Linked DNA regions of Mus musculus: region 2 is linked to region 1. A link is a contact called in public Micro-C data. All regions are on one chromosome and are shown on one strand. The core of a region is the stretch at or near the end of the contact, and the rest is flanking DNA. Distances in the headings are between cores, read along the strand shown. Region 1 holds the start of Glt8d2 (glycosyltransferase 8 domain containing 2). Region 2 overlaps Chst11 (carbohydrate sulfotransferase 11).

Region 1 (6,790 bases), core at 2,155-4,654:
GAGCAATGGATGAAGTGACTGCTTGAAGCAGATACTGTCTCAGGGGAGAAGGAACAGAAAACAGTGCAGGACACCTGGCATTGTCCTTCAGCTTCTACAGTCACAAACATGGGCCGACACACCTATGCACACACACTCACACACACAAACACAGACAAACTAAAGACATCCTCCTACATAACCAAAATGCCACGATCACACCTAAAAGTAACACTAATGACATCGCCCAATAAGCAACCCATATTCAACCCCCTTCATGCCAGTCTGGTATCCTATAGCTTAGGTTTCTATCTTTAGTTGTTTTTGCTCTTGTCTTTTAAGATTTATTTATTTCATTTTATGTACACATCCCTTATCTGCATGTACACCTGTATGGCAGAAGAGGGTATCAGATCCCATTACAGTCACCATGTGGTTGCTGGGAATTGAACTCAGAACCTCTGGAAGAAGAGACAGTGCTCTTAACCACTGACTCATATATCTAACCCCGATCTTGAATGTTTCCAGTTCAAAGAACTCACTCTGTAGAACAGTTAGCCTCAGATTCACACAGATCTCCCTGCCTGTGCCTTCTGGGTTCTGGGATTAAAGGCATGAACTCCCAACCCCAGCCTCCATACTGTTTCTAAAATTGTGCTGTGCCTGTGTCCTGAGTGCTGTACCTACACCTGTGATGACTGAGGGCAGGACTGTGACTCCATGATGGGTCTGCCTGTCCTTTCTTAAAGATAGTTGGAATGAGCGGCTCTTGTTACTTTGCTTGTCTCCCGGGAGAAAGGAGTCATCAGCCCATTACAGATGAGCCAGTGGTCCCATTCCAAGGATGAAGGCAGGAAGACCCACAGCTTTTCCAAGCTGGATGACATCTGAGTCATGTTTTCAGTATGATAAAAGTCAATAATCATTCAGTGTAGAAAAGCTTGTCACCCTGTCTTCATTACAGCTGGAGGCAGCTTTGGGAGGTATCAAATGTCAATGATGGACCGAAGAACTCCCAAGGCAAAGTCCTGAACAGTGGCAGCTTCAAGAGAAGCAAGAAGACAGAGGGCCTCAGGCCTTGCCTAGGACATAAAGCAGAGCACAGAGAGCTAGGCTAGCCCTGAGAAACAATGTTGTTCAAAGCCCCCAGCCCTGGGGATGGTGCATGGATAGCTGCCTTAGCAGTTCCTGGGAAGACCTGAGAAGAGTTCTTTCAGACCAGGCAGTGGCCAAGGGTAGATTAGCTCTGTCTAGGAAGAAAAGACAAAAGTGGGAAGGAAAATACCTCAAAATTCAGAGCCCCAAAGATTTATTTTACATGTCAATGCCAATCAGTTGATAGAGAGAAATCTAAAGCTACCACCAGGCTCTTACTTTAGAAGAGTAGAGATAATTATTGATTAATCAGATCTGCCATGGTGCTGGGAAAGACCTGGTTGTCCAAAGGTAAGAGGGAAATAAAGACAAAGGTGCCCACAAGCTGCTGTTGAATGATTTCAACATTAGAGACTATGCTTAATGCACTGGGAGAAACGTCATGAGCAGTGTAACTGAACAAGAGATACCTCGCGTGCTGTGAACGTCTCCCATAGGGCACCATCACCCCCAAAGCTTCTATACCATCTCCCCAAACTGACTTAAGGGTCAAGTCCTAAGCGCTTGAACTTTTGGAACCACAGACATCGCATTTAGAGGAAGAACACAGCACCCCCGTGGCTGCTCACCAGAAGTGCTATCAAATAGGATTTCATAAAGGAGCCAACATGAAAACAAGTGTGGTCAGAACAGCGAGTACCAGAGCATGTGCCAAGCCATGTTCATGTATGTGATAAAATGACTCAAGTTTGGGAACTGCCACATGCTAAAATGTCCTTAAGTGGCATTCTTTGTTGAGATATTTCTCAGGACCTTTAAAGTGTTTTTCTAGTTTTTGCTCTGTCTGAAGGGGCTTGGAGCTCCTTCTCCAGTGGGACTACATCCTCTTAAACATCCTTTGAAATATTCTGACATCAAGGAAGCAATAAGAGAACGATGTTTCTTGGGAATGAGGAATGAAAACGGTGACTTAGTGAACATGCCTTTCAGAGAGGAGGATGAAGAGCGGAGATGTGTGTGTGTGTGTGTGTGTGTGTGTGTGTGTGTGTGTGTGTGTGAGAAAGAGAGAGAGAGAGAGAGAGAGAGAGAGAGAGAGAGAGAGAGAGAGAGATGGAGGGTTTAGGTATTATTGTGGAAGGATGAAGAAAGCAGGGTCCTGGGGAAAAAACATGTTGGGAGATGAGGAACACTCAAAAACATCAGAATGTCCGGGGCAGGGACCTGTCCAGTTCAGCATGTGTCACTTCTGTGACCTTCATTGTCATTATCAGCATTGCCAGGGAAGCTGGCCCTATGTGCCACATTTACTTTGTATCTGTGTGTCACATGTTACATTGTATCACTTTATTTCCATTTTGCAGATAGGAAAATGTAGGCACATGGATGAGATATGACCAGAATCAGGCTTATGAAAGTCTTCCCAGGTGGCACACAGCCCACACTTTCATTACTGTAGGGCACAGCTCTGTTGTTGGCTGTATCAGAGGGAGAACTAGAATTCCATTATGTAATACCAAAAGGATATTTCGAAGAAGCGCAATACCAAAACATTTCGAGAAGAAAAAAAAAAAAAAAAAGGCAAAACCAACCCACCAGCGTCCTATTGGCCAGCAGGCTGCATAGGACAAACATCCTGCGTCTTTGGATGCTAAATCAAACACTGTGACTCCCATACCACAACAAAACCACAGAATTAACTGCCAGTTCTCTTATTGGGTATGGAGGCCCCTGAAGAGTTTCTCAGGACAGATTCCAAAAACATGAATCATAACTCAGTTATGTCATTTTGGCTCAGAAACAGACTCACATTAAATGCGAACACTGATCTCTGTCATGTCTAACTCCTGATCCCCAATGCAACTTAAAATCCAATGCAAACGAACAAACAAATCACCATTAGGGCAGAGATGGGAGAATAGGGCTAGCCTCTGCTCTGCAAAAATAGCAAGATGTGAAAAGCTTATACAGTGAGCGTCTTGGGTTTGCTGCAATAGAAAGGTTCTTTACGATGTTACATTACAAACTAGGGGGCTTCTGGAGGCTGAGGCTGTGAAGGGGGCAGTCTGCCTCCTCCGAGTTACTTCTCTGAGTTCACAGCAAAATAAACAAGTGGTGTAGACAGAAAGGGTGAAATGGAAAGATTATCTTGCTTGTAATTGCTGTATTTACCTGATGGATGTGAGGGTAGGCTTTGGGCAACTTGGTCCAGAACCGCTGCAGAGCTGAGCATTCAAACTGCGGCTGGCCTCGCGGGACCACTAAGCTGCCTGTTGCTTCAGCTGCTTCCCAGATCCCATTGGAAATCCCAAATGGCTTGCGAGCCCTGAGTGTGCCTCAGCCGTCCACACCCACCTCCGCTTGCGCTTGCGTTGCCTGAATGGCTCGGGTTTCTTCCACTCCTGCAGCCTCTGGGAACCCAAGCCTTGTGCAGGCAGAGGCTGCTCCTGAAACGCTTCCAGATGTGCTCGTCCTGAAGGCAGGGCAGGTTGGCTGGCTGGGGCAGACTTCCTCTCTCGGCTTTCTCTTGCAGTCTGCGTGTGAAACTCTCAGCAAAACAGGGCTGTTCTGGAGTAAAAGCTGCAAACCTAGGGAAGAACAAATGTTTGGAAAGTGAATTTATACCGTCGTGCGTCTAGTGTAAATTTCTAATTTCAGCCAGGTTCTTGCTGAGAATCTTTGAAATCTCCTGTGTGTTGAAATGTTACCATGGCAAATCATGTCTCAGACAACCATCGTCTTTTATTGAGGCTGTGATAAAGACAGAAGCTTCCAGGTGGGGTGTATTCCCTCTGGAGGGGAGAGGCATCAGTCAGGGGGCAGACTTGGTGGCAACACTGCTGTTCTGTGGTTTTGCAGTTGATCCCCAGAAATGTAGGAATGGTACCAGAGCTTTGCCCAGGATCATGGAACATATTCCACAATGGCTTCTCTCTAACTTTCATAAGGAACTCCTCGATGGCTGCCTCCATCACAAGCAGTCACTTCCTTCCAATCACATGGAACTTTGAACATTGATAAAAACAGATTCATACCTTCTGCTTCATTTTGTTCTCTCAGTGTGTTAGGTAAGCTAAATTTTGCTCCACATTTCAGATTCCAGCCAAATTTGGGTCCTCTGAAAGAGCAGCAAGTGCTCTTAACCACGGCCACAATTTTCCAAGTTTTAAATTCTTTCAGCCTTCTCTTCTGTGATATTCCTTGAGCCTCACATAGAGACGAAGAGTTGATATAGAGTCCAGATTAGCGCTTAGCACTCAATGCAGTTGTCATAGTTCGTATCGTTTGGGGAGACTCTGGCCTCCCATAACCATTGACTCATAGGGTGTTATCACATGCCTGGGATTTTCATTTGATAACCATGCCTTCTGGGAGTCACATTGCCCACTCATGAGGGTATCAGATGTGGTAGAGTGGTCCCTCAGACAGGTCCCAAGGCAGTACCACAAACAGGACTGTAGGCTGATGCCTGTTCAGTTCAGTTCACTCCCAAGATCACCTCATCTGTACCTCTCATCTACTCAAGAGGATGCCTGGCATTGAATTATTCTACTATTGGATAAGTGGATGATTGGCATGAGTTTCAAGACTGAAATAGTAACTGTTTTCATAGGACCTACTTCTCATATTAACTGAAATCTCTCTGGTCATTATTTTCGAACCCTTTCCTCTGGTCCCTAATGTATGACTCCCAGTCCCTTTCTCTCCTATTCCTGCCATGCCTTGAGGACACAAGAGGTTTCTTATCTATGACCAGCATTTCCATCTTGTATGGTGGATTCCTCCTCCTTATGATGTAAACGAGAAGAAAAAGAAACTCAGGCCATCAGTGACACCTCAATGGTGCAAGGGTACACTGGAGCTCAGTTGTTAGATTTATTTACTATTGCAGGTTTTCAGTCTCTCCATCTATTAGGAGTTCTGCTAGAAGAGGCCTAACAGAACCAAGGGTGAAAATGTATCGTGCATGCCAGGTGGTGGTGACTGGGTTCCAGGGCATAAAGATCTGGTCTGGTCAGTTAAAGTAAGGGCTTTAAAAAAAATGTCTCTCCTGAGCAGTGGCGACACAACCCTTTAACTCCAGCACTCTGGAGGCAGAGGCAGGTGAATTTCTGAGGTGGAGGCCATTCTGGCCTACAGATTGAGTTCCAGGACAGCCAGGGCTACACAGAGAAACCCTATCTCAAAAAAAAAAAAAAAAAGAAGGAAAGAAAGAAAGAAAGAAAGAAAGAAAGAAAGAAAGAAAGGAAGGAAGGAAGGAAGGAAGGAAGAAAGGAAGGAAGAAAAGAAGAAAAAGAAAGAGAAAAGAAAAAAAGAAAAGACAAAGAAACTCCATTATGATGTAAAATACTCAGAAAAGCCCCAATAAATGGAAACAAGTATTGCTGGTGCTTTCAAATAATATTTAAATAGAAGTTTAAAAATAATATTTAATTAATGTAATAATAGCTTTATATTTAATAGTTAATTGATAAAAATTAATCTGTTCAAGCTATATATCATCATGATGTGATACACACACCCACAAACTGTGTAATGATTCCAAGTCAAGTTAACGCATCAGCATATATGTTGTACATTAGATTCCCAGAGTAAGGTCTTTTTTTTTTAACATGTTCATTTTATATCCTGCTCACTGCCCCTGTGAGTATGATCATCTTACAGCTGTAAGTTGGTACCCTTTGACAAATATCTACCCATTTTTCCTACCCTCCTGGTCCCGTACCTGGCAAACATGATTCTACTCTCAGTTTCTTTAAGTTCAACAATTTTAGATTCTCTATATAAGCACTTACAGTGTTTGCCTTTCTTTGTCTGGGTTATTTGACTTAGCAGATTGTTAAGTTTCAACCATATTGTTCCAAATGTCAGGGTCTTCCTTTTCTGCCTGAGAAATAGTCCATTATACAAATGTGCCATGATTTCTGTGTCCAGTCATTCATTACTGGACACTTAGATGGTTTCCATAGCTGAGTTATTGTGAGCAGTATTCAGTGAGGCTAGGAGCACAGGTCTCTCTGCATGGGCTGGGCTAAGTGAAAGACTCATGGATGGGAAGCACTCAGTTCACAACCAGAACCAAAAACAAAACAGGCGTTTCATCGACTTATTGATTTCATTCCTTTTGGATGTATACCAAGAAATTGGAGTTGCTGGATTATACTGTAATTTTTAATTTGTGTGTGTGTGTATGTGTGAGTGCACATGACCATGCATCTTACAGTGAACATGTGGACATCATCAGGTAACTTATGGGAGTCAGTTTTCCCCTTCCATCATGTGGGTTCTAGGGATCAAATCCTGCCCTTAGCCTTAGCAGCAGGCTCCCTTACCCATGGAGCCATCTTGCCAGTCCTCTGTATTTTTTTTTTTTTTTGAGGAATATCCATATTATGTTCCATAGTGCATGTACCAATTTTATTATTAATATTGAATAAAGAAATCCTAAGGTATGAAATAGGAGAAGAATTATGACAGTAAGTTATTTGTAACGTTGTACAAATGTGAAAACTAGTTCTTTGCTTGCAGCCTCATGATTGAGTCCTTCTATATTTTGTTCCTCTGGTAGAAATACGATGACTCTCTTACCTGGACAGCAATGTCTGTAGATACAATGCCTCTGCAGTTCTTGCAGCTGAAGGAGGCATGTGAGTGGAAGGCTACTGTCTGGAACTTCCTAGAAAGCTCCCATTTTTCTGGCAAAAGACCATTTGGGGCC
Region 2 (6,790 bases), core at 2,847-5,346, 480 kb after region 1:
ACCACTGTGACGCTGGGGCCTCCTTTCATTGTCCTGCCATCTTTGGACATGGCTGTCCAGTGTGCCTTTCTCAGCTCAAGCACCCAGCCACTGCCTTCTGGCTTCTAAACCGGATGATTGGCAACCCCATCACCCTCCTCAAGATGGATCTCGTCATCAGGGCGTTGGCCTTAGTAACAGAGTTAATCAGACCAGATGCATTTCCAAGTGTGTGCTCCATCGCAGCACAGGGAGAACTTAGAGAGACTGATGAAAGGGGAGAGGAAAAAAGGGCTTTGAGGAGGGCCCAATCGCTGCCAGCAGCTACATCAAGATCTGCTTCCACCTCAGGTGCTGGAGACCGTGCCAGCCAGCTGTCATCCTTCCTTCTGTCTGACTGACCTTCCATCCGATCATGCGTGTGTGTGTGTGTGTGTGTGTGTGTGTGTGTGTGTGTGTGTGTGGTGTGTGTGTGTGTGTGTGTGTGGTGTGTGTGTGTGTCTGTGTCTGTGTGTCTGTGTGTGTGTGTGTCTGTGTGTGTGTGTGTCTGTGTCTGTGTGTCTGTGAGTGTGTGTGTGTACATGTGTCTGTGTGTGTATCTGTGGGCCTCTGTATGTGTCTATGTGTCTGTATGGCTGTGTGATGTCTGTGTGTGTGTGTGTGTGTGTGCCTCTGTATGTGTCTGTCTGTATGTCTGTGTGTGCCTGTGTGTGTCTCTGTGTGTCCAAGTGTCTCCTGCCCCCATGCCACATGCCACATGCATGCCTTTGTCACCCTTGTGCAGCTTTTTTGTCCAAGGTCTAAGTGCACATGCCAGCCCCTGACCAGCCTACTGTATTTCCCTCCTGACCTCTGTCCCAGTGAAGTTCTCCAGGGTGTTTCAGATCATGTCTTATTTTATTCTTGAAGATTAACGTGCCAAGAGGACTGGAAACCTGTCCCCTGAGAACCTAGAACAGTGGGTGGCACAGAATCCCCCCTCTTCCCCTTCACTTTGGGCAGTTTGAGTTACCCATGCTCAGTCATGTTCCAAAAATATTAACTAGAAAATTGCAGCAATCATTCATAAGCCTTAAAATCTGTGCTGTTCCAAGGCCTGTGATGAAATCTCGCTCCACCACCCCCGTCTTTCCTGAGACACAAATCATCCCTTTGTGCAGCGTTTCCATAATGTATACACCGCCCACCCGTGAGTGGCTCACCACTGTGCTTCTCAGATCGCTGCCTTAGATCACCGTGTTTTGCTAGTTAACTCTCAGAGAGTGGCTCTGGCAATTCAGATGCAGCAGAGAGAAGCCGGAGAGCATGTCCCGATGCGAGAGATTGAAAGTTCCCAACTTAATAAGGACATGAAAAAAATCATTTGCTGAGGTTGCTGAGATGCTCAGTAAAGATGCCTGTGGAATCATGAAGAAGGGGGAAGGAATTTGTGTGAGTCTGCTGTTGATCCAGACTGGCAGAACTTTCTCGGCTGCAGTGCCGAAGGGCTTAGTCAAAATGGAAAAGCCCTGAATGCCGGGACCCCAAACAAACCTCGTCAGTGGAGCATGCTACCCACCCCTGGAAAGGGACAGCCACAGCCGCTTGTTAGATGCATGGAGGGGACCCTGTGTGTGGAGTAAGGGTGGGGCTCGCCCCACCTGCTTTCAAACTGTGTCACAGCATAAGTGATTTGTAACCAACGTTTGAAAATAGAATAGTCAAGGACGTTTTAAATGTCAGAGTTGTCCGGGCTATAGATCTGTGGAAGCTACCTTGGCTTGCATTTCTGAGGCCCTGTGTTCAGCTCCCAGAACTGGAAAGAAAGGCAGAGCACATGTCGTTCAGGATGAGTGTGATGGAGGAAGTATCTATCATGTGGTATACTCCATTTTTCACTGTGGATTAGTCAAAAACAATGAAGTCTAAGTTTCACCTTCAAAGCAAACACTCTTGTCCTAGAGACTGTAAAACCATAAAGTTTATGCTCTGGGGACCAGAGGCAGAGCTTGAAGAAAGGATTGCTTTATTTTCTATTACCTGAGAAAAATGAACAACTCCCCACTATAGAAGAGACCTGATTTCCTATGTCTCACAGTAGGACCTTTACACACTCACACAGTGTGTAACACACAGATACATATGCATAGATAGTGTACACCCACACATGCTCACAAACATGAGTAAGACACTCATAAATACATGCTCAGTCACTCATGAAGTCATACAAACACATATGCCCTTGCACATCCTGGGAAGGGACAGTGGAGGACCTTCCGGGTGGTGGCAGACGAATTCACACATGTTAAGTGATCTGGGCACAATAGAGTGTGCTTATCCCTGTCCTAGGATTCTAGATGTGGCCCAGTCATACATTTCCCATCTGGGATTTCATGTAAAGTGTCAGGAACCATCAGAGGTCAGGGGGATGTGCCCCTCTTGAGCAGAAGTCAGCTCAGCAAAGACGGTATCTTGGGAGCAAGACAGTTGACCTGGCTTTGTGCTGTAGGCCTGCAAGCCTCAGGAAAGAACAGCTCTCCAGTGCACGCCTGCCCTCTCTCCTGTCTGTCCCACAAGGACAGTTCTGGCTCTCATGACCAGTTCATTGTCAACATCTAGGACCACACTAGGTATGTAGATGGACAGAGACTACCTGAGAATCCAAGAGAGGCAGCAGGAGAGGCCAGGTAATAAAGCTGCGCTGGGCCCCTTTCTGGTGGCTATTCTCAACAGGCCCTTTGTGCCTGGTGACTCCAGGCCATTGGAAGCTGCAGTGAGATGCAGAGAGAGGGCTGGCAGGCCTGGGCCAGTTGGCTGCCAAGAGTGCCTGTTGCTGCCGCCTGCTCCCTCGGGGGCCCCCATCCATGTAGACCACCCCTCCCTCAACTCATATGTCTTACCCTCCGTTTCCTCCGTCATGAAGCATGGCCACTCACTGCCACCCACAGGGAGCCCTGCCGAGAGGTGCATGGACTTAGTGGGTCACCAGTCCTGCTTCTCTTGAGAGGACACAGCCTCGTAAGTTTCTCCACAAGCTTCCCAGTGTGGGAAACATAATGCATGCTCCAAAGGCTGTCCTTAGCTCAGGGAGGCCTGGTGACTGTCAGGTAGACCATAATTACCTCCATTCGTGATCACATCGGACTCCACAGCCAGTGTCATGGGAGCCCATCTTAAAGAGGACTTGGCACCTCTGGGCCAGAATAAAATGATGAAGGCCATGGCCTTGCAAGCACCTTCCTTGCTTCCCAGCCTTGTCCCTTGCACCAAAGCATCAGACACAGTAATTACAGGAGCACATTGCCCAGTCACCCCTTGCCTTAGTCTCCCCATCTATAAAATGGGGCCACTCACAGTCCCTTCCTTATATTCGCTCATGAGTACACGAAGTCACCTTCGGAAGGCTAGAGGCATGTTTTGTTGTTCTACCCAAACTTCTGTAAGAATTCTGTCTCCATTGGCACTAAGCCCCATGTGGGACTAACACAAGGAAGATTCTAGAAAGTATTTAACGCAGATAGTGCTTCAACCATGCCAGGACAGAGAAAACAGCTCATAAATTATTTGAGGAAGGAAATATTGTCAGCTGTTTCAGTTTCCTGTCATAACACATTCCCACAAACTCATTGTCATGCCGCAGCACAAATGTATACCACGGTTCTGGAAGTCAGGGGTCGACGTGGGTCTCATGTGTCTGAAATCCACAGGCAATGTAGCATCCAAGACCACCTGTGTCCCTTGGCTTACGGATCTCTCTGTCCTCAGAGGGGATGGCAGCCGGCTAGAGCCTTCTCCCTGCTTCCCCCTCCCCACCCCCCAACCATGTCCCCTGACTCCCCCTCTGTAGGAAAGATTCTGTGGTCAAATGACATCACCCAGCTAATCCAGGAACACCCCTGTGCTTTAGCATCATGTGGTCAGCAGCAATTCTTCCACCTGCTCCTTCCCCCCACCCCCGCTAGCCAAAGAACACTATGTATTCAGTGTCTGGGGTGGGTGTTTGCCTAGCTCGCCGCCACACATGCATTTTGGGGGACAGTGACTTGGCTTCTTTGCCTGGGGCTGTTCCCAGCTGTTCCCAGCTGTTCCCAGCTGTTCTCCAGGAACCTTCACAGGATTGGGGGCAGGGAAATAAGGTTTCGAGGGAGGAATAGTAGCTCAGACTCAGCCATGGCTTGCTCATTGAGTGCATCCCCAGCCCCAAGCCAGCATTGCCGTGGGCAGCCTTCTACCATGCAGAACACCATCTTGTCTTCTTCATAGAGTGTCTGCTGCATAGATCGCTTTACAAGGCCTGAGTGCTTACCTCCGTCCCTTCACGGCCCCTTGGCATATTCCATTGCTAGAATGTGGTTCTCCTGGCTCTCGTGGATGGATGGTGGGCTGATACAGTCCACGGAGGCAGTGGGATCAGAGACAACGAGCTGGGGTTCGGGAGCCCTGTGAGTACATATGGCAAATAACCACACCAGGACCAGCTATCGGGAAGCAGATCAACTTTACTTATGGTGATTCAAGGCTTATAGAGTTTGTGGGGACTGAGGCTGGGAACATCCAGGGTGGGCAAAGGTCATTGGCTGAGGGCTTAGGGCACCGAAATGCCTCATTAGTGTGGGAAAGCATCTGGGGAATCTCAGGTGCTGGCTGAACAGCTTCTTAGCTAGAGAAAGGATCCTGTAGTCTAACTGAGGCTATGTGACATTTCTCGTAGAGGCTTGGGGGGGGGGCAGTGAATTCCCCTGTGATTGAGATAGTATAGCCAGTCTCCAAGAGACCTCCAGGCTCCTGTCTGCCCCTCACAGCCATGCTGCCCATTATTAATGGAGAATTCCTGTGTCACTGACCTTCAGTGTGACCTTGGGGACCACAGCCTACCTCACATACAGGGCCACCATCGCATGCGAGACCGTCAGCTCCTCCCCCACGTTCCTCTGCCAAGTCTCTTCCTTCCTTCCAGCCTTAATGGCTTCCTTTTGTGAAATCCCAGAATTCTCACCTCACTCTTTCAAGAGGGCTGTAGATGTTCTTGCAACTTCTCCGTCACCTAATGGGGACTTGCTTCACAAGGGAGCTAGTGCATAGCTGCAGTAGAGGCATGTTTTACTCCAAAATCCAAAGTTGTTGGTGTAGGAAATGCTAAGCATTGAGCTTTCTGCAAGGCACACTTTTCTTTCAATGCTGGGGATTGAACCCAGGACTTCACTCATGCTGAGCAAGTACTCCATCACTGACTTAAGTCCCCAAGTTCTATCTTTGTTCTAAAATAGATGAATTCCCCAAATCCCACTCAAAGGCATCCTGACACACCCGACTAAGACCTTGTCTTCTGAGCACCCTCATGCCTACATCCCCCAAACACAACTGTTTCCTGTGGTGCTTGCCGCATGCCTAAGGATGGGGTATACCCGTGGCAAGAGTAAACTGCCAAATACAATAGGAATGGTCTGCAGTAGGCTAGCTCAACAGCCTGCCATCCGCCATCTTGACATCCGCCATCTGGATGATCCCAGTGTAATTTGGCAACAGATGCGCTTTCACATCTTCTGGCCTTGTCTTCTCTGTCCATCCGTGCCGAAAGGCGGTGAGGTGCGATTGGCAGGTATGGCCCCCATGGTGATGACATTCAGAGCTGACTCCTGTCAGCAGTCAGCAGGACCAACAGCTCAGGTCCCTTTCTGAGCATCAGAGGGGCAGCCGCATCCTTCTCATCCATCTAAATGGCACAGAATCCCCCATCAAATCCCCCATCAAAGGCTCTTCCACCCTTGACTCCAGGTTCAAAGGCCTCAGAGTTCAAAGGGAATCTTTGTCCTTTTCATTTGCTGACACCTCACTCAGAAGTTAGGCTTCCTGCGAGACCAGATCAGACGCCCCTCCTCCCAGGTGTAGGGACCCTCCGCATGCTCAGAGCAAACTGAGGCAGCTGATTGGAAACTGAGAAATTAAGGGGCTTGTAATTAGCAGGCTGCGGTGGTAAACCAGCTGCCTAGAATTGGTACCTGGTGCTCAGACTAAAAATAGACTCTTTCCACAAGAAGCAGGAGAATCCGGTGGGGTTGGCCAGACATCAAAGGGTATGTGCCTTCTTTTTCCCATTCTGCTGAGAGAAAGAAGGGCATCCAGCCTGCTCCAGAATGGGGTTTTCTGTAAGGGACTGGTCTGGTATGCTGGTGGCAAAGATAGGCTGCAGTGTGCCAAGGCTGAGGGACATTGGTGGCAATGTCATCTCTTAGTTACAGAGCTTCAGTCAGGCCGCCGGGATGTTATAGACTGCAATGTCACCCCTCAGCATGAATGTGGTGTTTGGGATTCTCATGTATCCCCTGCGGAACCCATTGGCAAGGGTTGGTGTGTCTGAACAGCTCACTGCCAGGCAGAATCAAGGGCCACGGAAGACTAGGATACAAGACAGAGACAGATACATTGTAGCGGATGGGAAAGCAGAGGTGTTTGGGGAGAAATCCAGGACACGGGGCACCAGACTCTGCCCAGGTCAACACCCAATGGGGTGTCTACCCTGGGTCTAGTGAGCAGATAGGTGTCTGCGATCTGAAAGGAAATGGGCTTTCACTTGGCTCCCCCTCTTGATAATGTAATCATAGCAATGATAAATGACATCATCAAAGCCTTCAAGAATGAACTGTGGCCATCCTTTGCCTGGGCGTGTGGGAGGTCTGGATTGCTCAGATTCTGTGTCCTACACATTTGAGACCCTGCAAGCCCTCTGAAGCTCTTCTGTCACCCCACTGAGCCACTGGAAGATCATTAGATGTGTATCCTAGCTAAGAGCAGATAGGCAAGCTGTAGAAGCTGTCATCTGTCCAGGTGTCTG

What was found. A called contact is a pair of places that touch in the nucleus more often than the background predicts.
Region 2: a Micro-C map of muscle stem cells shows a contact between it and region 1, with 7 times the contacts expected there. The contact joins the enhancer-like site here to the promoter of Glt8d2 in region 1. A contact is called at or near these places in 3 of 39 promoter capture datasets (the HPC-7 cell line, cranial neural crest and embryonic stem cells), 1 of 484 Hi-C or Micro-C datasets (muscle stem cells) and 1 of 115 datasets of contacts at active chromatin or transcription factors (bone marrow-derived macrophages).

Annotation. Positions count from the first base shown.
Region 1 is chr10:82,687,246-82,694,035 of GRCm38.p6, forward strand. Glt8d2 (glycosyltransferase 8 domain containing 2) reads right to left here and starts at 3,405. Exons shown (of 10, transcript NM_029102.3): 1 at 3,244-3,405.
Region 2 is chr10:83,164,920-83,171,709 of GRCm38.p6, forward strand. The region is part of intron 2 of Chst11 (carbohydrate sulfotransferase 11); the gene reads left to right. Among named protein-coding and RNA genes, the nearest start is that of Slc41a2, 170 kb to the right of the region's middle. Within about 2 kb of position 4,097, at least 47 of the 459 cell types and tissues checked have an H3K27ac peak or open chromatin away from gene starts, as enhancers often do. A contact at or near this core is called in the HPC-7 cell line, bone marrow-derived macrophages and muscle stem cells, where this site is marked.